Regions from separate parts of the Triticum aestivum genome. Here region 1 is linked to region 2. Evidence: chromatin contacts called from public Hi-C data. All regions are on one chromosome and are shown on one strand. The core of a region is the stretch at or near the end of the contact, and the rest is flanking DNA. Distances in the headings are between cores, read along the strand shown.

The links. Hi-C and Micro-C count contacts between places; a contact is called where the count stands out from the background.
Region 1: a contact with region 2 is called in a Hi-C map of leaf, with 7 times the contacts expected there. The contact joins the enhancer-like site here to the promoter of LOC123119218 in region 2. A contact is called at or near these places in 2 of 5 Hi-C or Micro-C datasets (both in leaf).

What each region holds. Positions count from the first base shown.
Region 1 is chr5D:29,040,606-29,046,202 of IWGSC CS RefSeq v2.1, forward strand. No RefSeq gene overlaps it. Among protein-coding and RNA genes, the nearest start is that of LOC123119218, 53 kb to the left of the region's middle. Within about 2 kb of position 2,811, at least 4 of the 8 cell types and tissues checked have an H3K27ac peak or open chromatin away from gene starts, as enhancers often do. A contact at or near this core is called in leaf, where this site is marked.
Region 2 is chr5D:28,986,110-28,992,152 of IWGSC CS RefSeq v2.1, forward strand. It overlaps LOC123119218 (5-methyltetrahydropteroyltriglutamate--homocysteine methyltransferase 1), which reads right to left and starts at 4,620. Exons shown (of 14, transcript XM_044538930.1): 1 at 4,402-4,620; 2 at 2,816-3,169; 3 at 2,639-2,726; 4 at 1,800-1,927; 5 at 1,531-1,722; 6 at 1,219-1,418; 7 at 970-1,133; 8 at 780-860; 9 at 527-693; 10 at 346-451; 11 at 1-208. The coding sequence starts at 3,165.

The sequences.
Region 1 (5,597 bases), core at 1,561-4,060, 53 kb after region 2:
GCTATCAAACGTCACTTCGTAACTAGGTGCTCATAAAGATGCTCTACATGTATCTCCGGAGGTGTCTGTTAGGTTGGCATGGATCGAGATTGGGATTTGTCACTCCGTGTGACGGAGAGATAACTCTTGGCCCTCTCGGTAATACAACATCGTAAAGAGCTTGCAAGCAATGTGGCTAATGAGTTAGTCACGAGATCTTGTATTATGGAACGAGTAAAGAGACTTGTCGGTAAAGAGATTGAAATAGGTATGGAGATGCCGACGATCGAATCTCGGGCAAGTAACATATCGCTGGACAAAACGAATTGCATACGGGATTAACCGAATCCTTGACATCGTGATTCAACCGATAAAAGATCTTCGTAGAATATGTAGGAACCAATGTGGGCGTCTAGGTTCCCCTATTGGTTATTGACCGGCGAGGTGTCTCGGTCATGTCTACATGATTCTCGAACCCGTAGGGTCCGCACGCTTAACGTTCGGTGACGCTAGAGTACTATTGGGATATGCATGTTGGTGACTGAATCTTGTTCGGAGTCCCGGATGAGATCTCAGACATCACGAGGAGCTCCGGGATGATCTGGAGGTAAAGATTTATATATGGAAAGTTGCCTTCAGGGTTCTGGAAAAGGTTTCAGTTTTTTCGGTATTGTACTGGGAAGGTTCCAGAACGTTCCGGAAACTTCCGAGGAGTCCGGAAGTCCAACAAGGGTACCACCACGTCCCAAGGGTCAGCATGGGCTGAGGGGAGGCACCCTGGCCTTATTGGGACAGGCGCACAAGTCCCTCAAGGCCCATGTGGCTGGGAAAGTTGGAAAGTCCACTTGTGTATGAAAAGGAGGGAATTGGACTAGGAGTCCAACTCCTCCCCCTTGGTGCGCTAGCCCTAGGGATTCGAGGGCTGACCACCACGCCCCTCCACCTATATATAGAGGGGAATGTGCGCCCCCAAGAGGACACACAAGCCCTTGGCCCCCCTCTTAACTCCTCCGTCTTCGTTGTTTCGGTAGCGCTCGGCGTGGCCCTGCCGGAATCACACCACCATCACCGTCGCGCCGTCGTGCTGCCGGCGATCCCAGCTACTTCTCCTCCCTCGCTTGCTGGATCAAGGAGGAGGAGACATCATCGAGCCGTACGTGTGCTGAACGTGGAGGTGCCGTCCGTTCGGTACTTCATCGGTTTGGATCACAATTGGATCGTGACGAGTACGACTACATCAACCGCATGGTATACGCTTCCGCTTAACGGTCCACGAGGGTACGTAGACACACTCTCCCGTCTCGTTGATATACTTCTCCTAGATAGATCTTGGGTGTTCGTAGGAATTTTTTTGAATTTCATGCTTCGTTCACCAACACTTAGTTCATTGTACTTAATCTCATTAGATTTCTATTATAATGATTTTTAATTACATCTCATATAAAATTTAGCATCCACTGAAATTTCTTGGAATGAAAAGATTGCTTTATGTGATGCGATCAAACAAGTTACATTCATATATGATTCAAATGGATGTAGGTGTTGTGTGTCCTCCCACGTGATGCGGACTCCAGGACCCTTGTCCCCTTGTTAGGACGGAGAATGGCGGTGCTTCTCGTGCCACGGACCTTCTTGGAGGATTTTTCTTGGAACTGATTGGGCGTCGAGGGAGGGGCTGGCGATGGCTTCTTCCATGTGGACAATGAGATGACTGCCCTAGACCAGTTTGACAATGACGACGACGGTGAGTGAATGTTGGGTTGCGGCATGGCTTCATAGTCGACTCCCCGCATGTTCGAGTGGTTCTCCTTGCGTGGCTCGCCGTGTTGTTGTGAAGTCCAAGCTAACTTGTTGGGACCACTATGGTGGACTGGCTTGGTGTAGGCCTTACATATCTCTCCGACAACACGCTCGTTGTCATAGTCGGAGTTGTTAGGTCGTTTGTGCGCGCGCTTGTGTGTGTGGAGCTAATTGACAATCTCAACGGTGTTTCTCTCTCCAACAGTGTGTAGATCTTTGTTGGTAGTCGGCTTGATGGAGCATTCTGTCTTGTGGGATGTTATAACGATTTTCACACTATTTTCTATAATTAATCGGGCGGTTCATTCGTTCTCAAATAATGGATTGAGTTTGAGGGCTTTGGGTTAAAGAAAAGAACATATCGATGTCATTTAAATAAGACCTCTCACAATGGGAGTGTCAAGAGTATCATGCACTGCAACGTTACCAAAAAGACGATGTGGCTCTACAGTGAAGGATGTAAGAGAGTACTCTAATATCATATTATAATACAATATCCTAGCGTATGAAACAAGAAAAAAAACATAAACACAATTTTGTTTTGAATTTGCACAAGTAAATAAATAAATTAACAATATCATACAAGTGTAGTACATTGAAGAGTCAGTATCACAAACCAGTATCATGTGGATGATAATATTTTAAGATACAACCCAGCCCACTTTGAGAGGTATACAAACCAATAAAACGGAAGTATCGTATGATCTGTTTTTCAAGCTTGCCCACACAATAATCCATGCAACTCTAAATAGAAAAAAAGCAATACGTAGTTTTTGGACAAGACAATGTTTTTTTGAGATGAATAGATCTTCCATTCCCCGCAAAAAAAAAAAGAATAAATTTTCCATTATGAGGACGGGACAAAGGATGATCGACATCGAGCGCCGCGGCCTGCGGCTACCTGAGCGTGCATGCCGCCACGTGGTGGCGCGGCATGCGTGGCCATCGACCTCCCTGTCGACCAAGCCTGTCCGGCCACGTGTGAGGACATGATTGCTGGGCACGCCGTCGCTGTCGTGCAAGAACATACGTTCGTGCTCCACCATATACGTGTCAGATATTTCTTGGGTAGGCTAGTGTACCGTCACATCTCCCTCCTGCCCGTTCTACGTTCTAAAGGGCAGCTACACCTTTCTTTCTTTTTTCATATATTTCCCGGCATGCATCACCTACAGAAACTTCCATTACAGTCACCGTAGAGAAAATACGGCATTGGATTTTGTTCCTATAAGGTTTTTTTTTCACATTGGAAAAAGAAAGATAACGCTCCCTCTGATCCAAAATAATTGACGCAGTTTTAGTACTTGTCCCTTTCAATACTTCCCTTGAGCCAAAGTTGTACTCCCTCTGTTTAAAAATACTTAGTTCGATGAATGGATGTATCTAGATGTATTTTAATTCTAAATACAACCATTTGTATCAATTTATACGATAAATATTGCCGGACGGATGGAGTATTAAAATAGAAACACTTATTTTAAGACAGGAAATATCAATTAATTTGGATCAAGGAAGTATCTTACAGTATTTTTTTCTTACGACAAGTATTGCCGGACGGGACGTAACAAGATCCGTGGGCGCAGCTAGCAATTTATTTATCTTAGCAAGGCAGGAGGCAGCAGTGGCGATGGCACGTGGACGCGTCAGTGCGATGTGATGGCAGTGCCGCCAAAACAGCAGCCATCTCGAGAGAGATAGTGCAAGTCGACGCAGAACTGCTCCACTAGCATTTGATCGGTTTGCGTAATTTAACCCCAACATAACATGTCTTGTCTTGTCTTGCTCCTGGAATCACAGTATCACACCAACACAAAGGAGTAAGAAAAGAGGCGCTGGTCAGGGAACCGCACCTCGGCTCATATATATATATATATATATATATATATATATATATATATATATATATATATATATATTTGAGCAAAGCACCTCGGCTCATATAATACTACCATGCAAATGGATCTTGGTTATTTGCGTTTTGGGCTTACAGCTGCGTCCGGATTCGATGAACCTGGAGCGACCGGAGAGGACCTCGAAAGCGACGTTTGCCCCGTACCGTGTCGAGGCCACGGTCGGCCACCGGCGATAGCGTACAGAACCAAGGTGACCGGTCACGGCTCGCCGCGTATGCCTAAGGCCAACGTTTTCATTTTCGGAGGGCGTCGTCGATAGTACTGCAAAATGTTGTTCTCTCCACACATCGAAATAAAATGCTGACTGAAATAAAATCGAAACGAGATCGCCTAATCTAATCTATGTTGCTTTTGTCGGGCTTGCTGCTATGTTGTCTTTGTTGCATGATTTTAGGGAGCCTCTATTTGCAGGTGCCTCAAAAAACTATTGCATCGGTCACTTTTTACATAAACCGTCTGATCTTCATTCAACCGTCTAAAATAGATCTTGCTAACGTTCATTTTCTTTCTTCTCCTGAAAACCCACGGCCGGCGGGCGCTACCGCGCACCGCCTCGCCCCCACCGCCGTTGCTGGCCACCACCCGGTCATCCCTTTAAGCCTGGCACCACCTATGAAAATCTCCGGTGATCCCCTGCATTCCACCCTAAGATAGATAATGGGGCCATGAATTCACCCTAAGATAGATGGTGGGGCTAGTTCTTCTCCGGCGAGGTCCGACCAGGAGGGAAGGAAGAAGGAAAAAAGTGACTGACGCGAAAAGGAATTCCAGGCACATGAGAAATAGCAGATATGATGATTTTATCGCTAATGACGGCTCGAATGAGCGGTTCCTCATCCATGGGTCTTCATTCTCCTCTAGGACAACCTACTCGCTATTCTCCTATGAACCCGAGCTTGACACTAATGCCGACTGTTGAGGATATAACCATTAGAGTCACCCGCCCAGGAGGGGCCGAGTTACGTCATAATGATCATCACGTGAAGCCCAATACCAAGCTTGAGGATGTCGGATCAATAATGGGCTTAAGACCCGGAGGCGGCTTAAGGCCCGTAGTGATAACCCGCCGTTATGGCAAGACTTGTAATGTAAGGCAAGAGTAGTTAAGAGTCCGAGCCGGATACTGTTATAAGCCGGCCGGGACTCTGAGAGCCGCGGGGCGTCAACCTCTCTATATAAAGGGACGACCCGGCGGCGGTTCAGGACGAGCGATTAAGCTCCCTGGTCATCGAAACCCTAAGTAATACCACCTCAACTGGATGTAGGCTTTTACCTTCACCGTAAGGGGCCGAACCAGTATAACCCTCGTGTTCCTTGTCCCGTTTAACCCCTTTAAGCTTCCTAGCAGCGATGGCTCCACGACTAAGTCCTTGCACGAGGACATCTGCCGTGACAATTCCACGACAGTTGGCGCCCACCGTGGGGCCAGCGCACGGTGGATTTGAGTCCTTGAAGGGCAGCTTCAAAGGGCTCAAGGGATACGCGGTGGGCCGGATGACCAAGAGTCGTCGCGGCAAGCTCTACATCGACGATGCAAATTGGGGCCCCGACGCCGGCTCAATTGAGTACGGGTACCGGGTCCCCTTCGGCGGAATCCATGTCTTTATTGGCAAGATTGGTGAGCCGGGCCCTGAGCCGGACCTCTGCGCCGATCTCATCGAGACGGCTCAACGTGCACGACCCGCCCGGACTTTGCCTGCCTTGAAGCGTGCTTTCGTGGGATGCGTCCATGGAGAGCTCTCTGAAGGATCTGGATCTGGTGATGAGACGGACGCTCGTTCTGACGGCGAGTCATCCACAGAGGAGACCGATTCGTTATACCAACTTCAAGATGGCAGGCTCAGGGGTTGTTCCGATGGCGACAGTATTCCGGACCCCTTTGAGCCGCCGAGCCGGGTTGGAATC
Region 2 (6,043 bases), core at 3,370-5,869:
CAGGGCCTGTCAACATTCCCTTCATTGGGCGAGCAGTCATGCTCTGTGCCATCTTGGACCAGAACACAGTCATGGGGTTGGGGCGGCTCACGTCACCATAGATAATCGGTGGCTTGACGCACCTGGATCCATAAGATTGCACCCAGCCATTGGCAGTGAATGTGAAACCAGAGAGCTGCTCACCGAAGTACTCAACCATATCGTTCCTCTGTGAAATGCATATCAACTCGGTCAAACACAGAATTGGACATCTCAAGATATCAAAAACAAGTCATTACATTTTGTGCTTGAGAAAATAAAAAGGTATTTTCTCAAACAGAACATCAATGACACAAGGATACTGACCTCTGGCTCTCCGTGCACAAGCACATCAATGTCAAGCTCTTCTTGGATCTTAACAACCTTGCTAATTTCCTCCTTGATGGCGTTGGTGTACTCCTCCTCAGAGATCCTGAAACACAATTAATTTATGAGCAATAAACAAAATATAATTGGTTAATGAAGAGGCATTATGAATATTACTCACTTCTTTGCCTTGTACTCACGGCGAACTCTCCTGAGCTCCACGGTCTGTGGGAATGATCCAATGGTGGTCGTGGGAAGGACCGGAAGGTTGAGCTTCTTCTGCTGCGCATCCAACCTAGCGCTAACGGTGGTAGCACGGCGGTGATCAGAGCCCTTGAGAGCAGTAGCCTGTAAGAAATATATGATTATGGATTGTGTACATGTTATGTCAGCATGGAATTGGAATGTGCAGTTTTGAAGCCCAGGTTACTTACAGCCTTCTGGACCTCCTCATTTGTGACACGTGGTGACGACCTTCTTGAGGCCAGAGCAGCAGCATTTGCTGCGAAGTAAGCCTGCAGATGATAACATATAGAAATGAACGGGTCATTGTATGAAATATAAAAACGAAAACCAGGCTCTAGTCAAGAGGATGCAAATTAAGGTCATAAACGTTTATCTTACCTCATCCTTTTGACCAGCCAATGCCTTGGCAAGGGCGTTCACCTCAACGACCTTTTGGGCGGCAAATGCGAGCCATGACTTAATCTCATCATCAAGCTTGGTCTCATTTACAAGGTCCACAGCAGTGTGCATGAGTGAGCACGAAGTCGATACGACAAGCTTGTCTGCACAAATGTCATAGTCAGAAACTGGAAATTGTAGCTGCAAGCCTATAATAAGGAAAACTTCTACATGGCATAACATGCTTACCCTTCCCAACAACAGCCTCGAGAGACTGAAGAGTGGCGAGAGATGCAGCAAGGTCATCAGCCCAAATGTTGCGTCCATCTACGACACCAGCAAAGAGGTACTTTCCAGCAGGGAAACCACTCTTGACAAGCTCAAGAGTCTTGGTTCCACGTTCAAGGTCAAAACCATAAGCAGTTACACTGCTCAATGATGTAAGAGTCCTGAAGTAGCGGTCAAAACCACAGTCAAGGTTAAATGTGATATTCCAACAAAAGGGTATATAGAAGGAACAATTGATTAAAATTGGTAAACTGGCACAAAAAAGAAGCATACTTGTACGAGTCTGCGGGAACGTCAGCGAAGTAGGTCTCAACAAGAACGTTCAATCCAGAAAGTGCGGACTCAAGTTCTGCGTAAGCTGCAGAGAATGCAGACAATTGGTGGGATTCAAGGTCCTTAACAAGGGTGGGCTCATCAAACTGAATCCATGAAGCGCCAGCTGCCTTCAACTCAGCAATAACCTCCCTAAAAACCATGATACGTCAAATTATCAACTGATGATTTACGTGCAATAGTAGTCATTTACTCGTTTCTATGCTTACTTGTAGACGGGAAGGATGCTGCTAAGAAGGGAAAGGGGAGAGAATGATTTCTCTACACCCTTGGCGGCCTTTGAGAGCAACAAGTATGAGACTGGTCCGACAAGTACTGGGACGGTATCAACGCCAAGCTGCATGAGTAGCGAGTGCACATAATATAAGACATACAATACAAGCACGCAAATAACCTTTAAAAGAAACACTAAGATTCATTTCCGAGTGAACGTCACAAAATTCAGAAATTGCTGCTTAACTCTGTAATCATACCGGCATCACTATTCCCACATTGGAGGGATTATAATGAACAGATAATTAGTAGCTGAAAGCTTGTCAAATCAGGTACATTGACAACCTGGTGCTAAACCATGTAATCCTACCAGCATCGCTATTACCACGTTGCAGGGTTTGTAGTGAAAATATAATTAGTAACTGCAATCTCATTTTTGCTATTCAACACTTTCTACATTCAAAGTTTTCAGCACAGGACCTATGGTAATGAGATGTTACAACTATATAAAGTAATTATTAGAGTTACTTGGTTGGCCATTAACCAATTTGATCAGACAAGAGTGAGAATGTTCTGAAATATCAATGTAAAACTGCACCTTAATGTAACTTGCAACTCTTTTACTAGTTCAAAACAGTTAAGCAAATGTAGGAATAAGAAATAGTTTATTACTACTATCACTTGAGATTTGATTAAAACAGGGGCATTCTAGAGTGATCAGGGTGTCATCACAATGCTTGCGTGTTCAAAAATAACAATTAGGCAGGCTAACGTCACAAGGGTAAAATTTCACAAGATATAGAAAGTCAGCTAATATATGATTCTACTATCATACCGCCTTAGCCTCCTTGTACTCATTGATAGCCTTGTGAGAAGAGTAGGAGAACTTGGTGCTAGGAGCCAATTCAGGGACGATAAAGTGGCTGCAATAGTAAAAGATGTCGTTAGTAAAAGTACTAGATACAGAATAAACTATGTGAGAACAACCTTAGGTAGAATCCGGTGGACTTACTAGTTGGTGTCGAACCACTTGGTCATCTCCATAGCAGGGACGGTGGCGTTACCCCTAGCCATCGAGAAGTAGGTGCTCAAATTGATCTCCCCACCGGTCCATGAGTAACGGTCTGGGACGGCACCGAGCATGGCGGTGGTGTCAAGAACCTGATCATAGTAGGAGAAGGTGTTGCTGGGGATGTACTTGATCCCAGCATCAGCCATCTGCTTCCAGATGCTGGCCCTGAGGTCGGTGGCAACCTTCTCCAAATCCTCGGCGCTGCTCTTGCCATCCCAGAAAGACTCCAGGGCAAACTTGAGCTCCCTCTTGGGGCCCATGCGCGGGTATCCGACAATGTGGGACGCCATCTTTCTGCATAAATAATAGAATTAGAATCAGCTTGATCCAGCTAAGAGAGTTAGGATCTTGCAACTGAGACTATGGATCTCTATAATTTAAACGTAACCTGAAGAAAACTAACTTACAAAATAAAAAAATTCAGTAACAATTTTCTGCAAGCAACTAACTAGAAACATAGTGAACAAACAATAAAACGAATTCATTAAAATTTCTTGGTTCTTGCAGGAAACCTGTTAGGCATGGAATCGTACACCTGATTTGCTAGTGTCTAAAAGAACAAAAGTAGAAAACTGAACTAAATCAATACAGGTAGGTAGGTTAGGTTAGGTGTACCAACAGCAACCACTACCATGTAGACCTCAGGGTTGGTACATAAATCCTAACAACAATTGGTGGGAGGCAGTGGCAGTGGGAGTGTCCCTGTCACACCAGCAAAGGGTGGGACACTGCATGCATGGACACTAATAGCAGAATTTTCAGATCTTTTGAGCTACACGCCAGTACCCATGCACTAACCATAAACAAATAAATAGCTAGCGAACTGAATAATAAATCCGAGGTGATAAACCTCTGGGCTCAGGGTCAGATCCAGAACCACTGGGCTGGGCACCTAATAAACAGAGCATGGGCCTAAATATAGTGTAGCCAGGTCTCAGTCGACTCAGACTTAACTATGTCAAATTCAAGTGGCATACTATGTAAGAACGAAAAGGAAAACTAAAAAGAAAAGTTTGCATGGATCTCTATGTAAGATCCCACGCATATAGCATCAGACTGAGACTTGGTCGATTTAGCAATCCCACGAATATAATACTGAATCAAAATTTAACGACGAGAAGCGCCAGATCCCCTAATCCGAAACCACGAAAACGGCCTGGCCATTTCCGTGATCGGAGATCGGATCTGAGCGCTCGATCGGCTCAGATCGGACCTCCGCAACGGCACCAGAAAAAACTATTCGCGGAAACAGAGCAGCCCATTCCCGCCCCTGTACCTGCAAACAGAGCAGCCGAGCTCTCCGCCGCGCCGCCTACCGGCGCTGCCTACGGGACACGGGCCGAGGACGATACCCGCCGGCGGTGGCCGGGCGATCGATCCTACGACTGATAACCAACACAGATAGTCATTCAAAGCGCGCGGGACAGCCGATCCGGTGGTGCACGGATCTAGGGGGGAAGCCCGGCGTGCGCTCGTGCGTGTGGATTCACGGGTGCACGGAGGAGGGAGGGAGAGGGCTCGCTTACCCTGGGTGCGCGGAGGCGGAGAGGGACGGCGGCGAGCAACGGGGAGGAGGAGGAGGAGAGGCAGAGAACGGCGAGGGTGAGGGGTTTAGGGGTGTGCTTATTTATAAACCGCTGGCGATTGGTTGGTGCGTGGGGCATGCGGTTGGTGAGATCTGAATGCTCGCCTCTGTGGATCTGGTGAGTGCACGATTTTTTAAAACCACAAAAAATGCTTTTATCTTTTCCCCACCTTTATTTATTGTTGGAAAAACTAAGCAACGGCCGTTCGCTGTCAGGCTTTGCGGAGAGAACACGTTGATCCATGGGGCATTGAGGCAAGGGGAGGAAGGGAAAGAAGGGGATGGGGAGGGGAGCTGCGACCGCCGCCCTCCGAGGACTCGGTGATGTTTGATGCTTTAAGTCGATGCTCCACCCTCGGACATAAACAAATTGCCTTGTGGGGGTGTCGGTGTCCTACCTTGAAACCTTCGGTTGATGCCTGGTGGCGGATGACCAACTAGATCTAGTGGCACGGATGGTCGAGAAGGTGAAGGGTAAGCTAGAAGAAAGAATGGGAGACAACAGTGAGACCAAGGAGGACATCAATGAGGTTGTTTGGGCAGGGAGGGCGGAGGCAGTGAAATGGGGATTGGTGCTTGGAGAAACAAGACAAGGCCGGTGAAAAACAAATGACACTCGTATCGAAAATATTTGATGTGTAACGGTCGAGATCTAACCCTCCCCTCCCCCCCCCCCCCCCCACCTTCTATTATGCCTTTTATCCGATGCACGACAAATATCATTTCCCGCTAGGTTTGGTAGCGAAGCAGAGTAAATTGGTTGGCAAAAAGAGTTGATGTTCAAGATATACGTATCTGCCAGACTTCACCCGTGTATATTGTAATCTAAGCTATACATGTGTCATTGTTTTTTTTAGATTATACATATGTCATTGTTTTGGAGAAAAGTCATACATATATGTCGCATTCTATGTCGTATTATCGTCCTCCTATACCATATGCACGGTCCGCAATTACGGTCAATTAGTGAACATCTTTCAGTGCGGGTAAAAACAAATAGCTGTCAGTGTTAAGTGGAAGGTCACCGTAAATTAGGCATGTTAACTCCAGCAACCACATCATCATCATTCAATCACTTTGGGCATTGCACACATGGATCAATTGTTATACAAAGCCGCCCGTACTATATCTGAACAGTAATTTAATCCCTACTAGCAATAACTTTCAATTTTCAACTGATATTTGGGTAGAAAAACAAAAATAAACAGCTCGATCCGGGTGTCCAGTTCCTCTTTCTTTTATGCTTAACTACGTACCATCATGGGAGCATTAGCTTGATGATCCCATTAAGTTATTTCTAGCACGAGCTGTGCCTATTGTTGTGCGGTGTTAGCTGAGATTTGCATATCTTTTAATGTTTGAAAAAAGCTAGTACTATTATTTGTAGAATGGTATGATAGTGCAACCAGGCCAAGCCAACTGTGTCACCACCATAAATAAAGAAGGAAAAGATGCTTTTGTGGAAAGCTCTGCCTCTCTTTCACGGGCACGAATGATGAAGCATGGCAACGAAATACTTAAGAGCGGTGCCACTTTCTACTACGTAGTACTACTACTTTTTAGTACCAATAATAATACCTGGT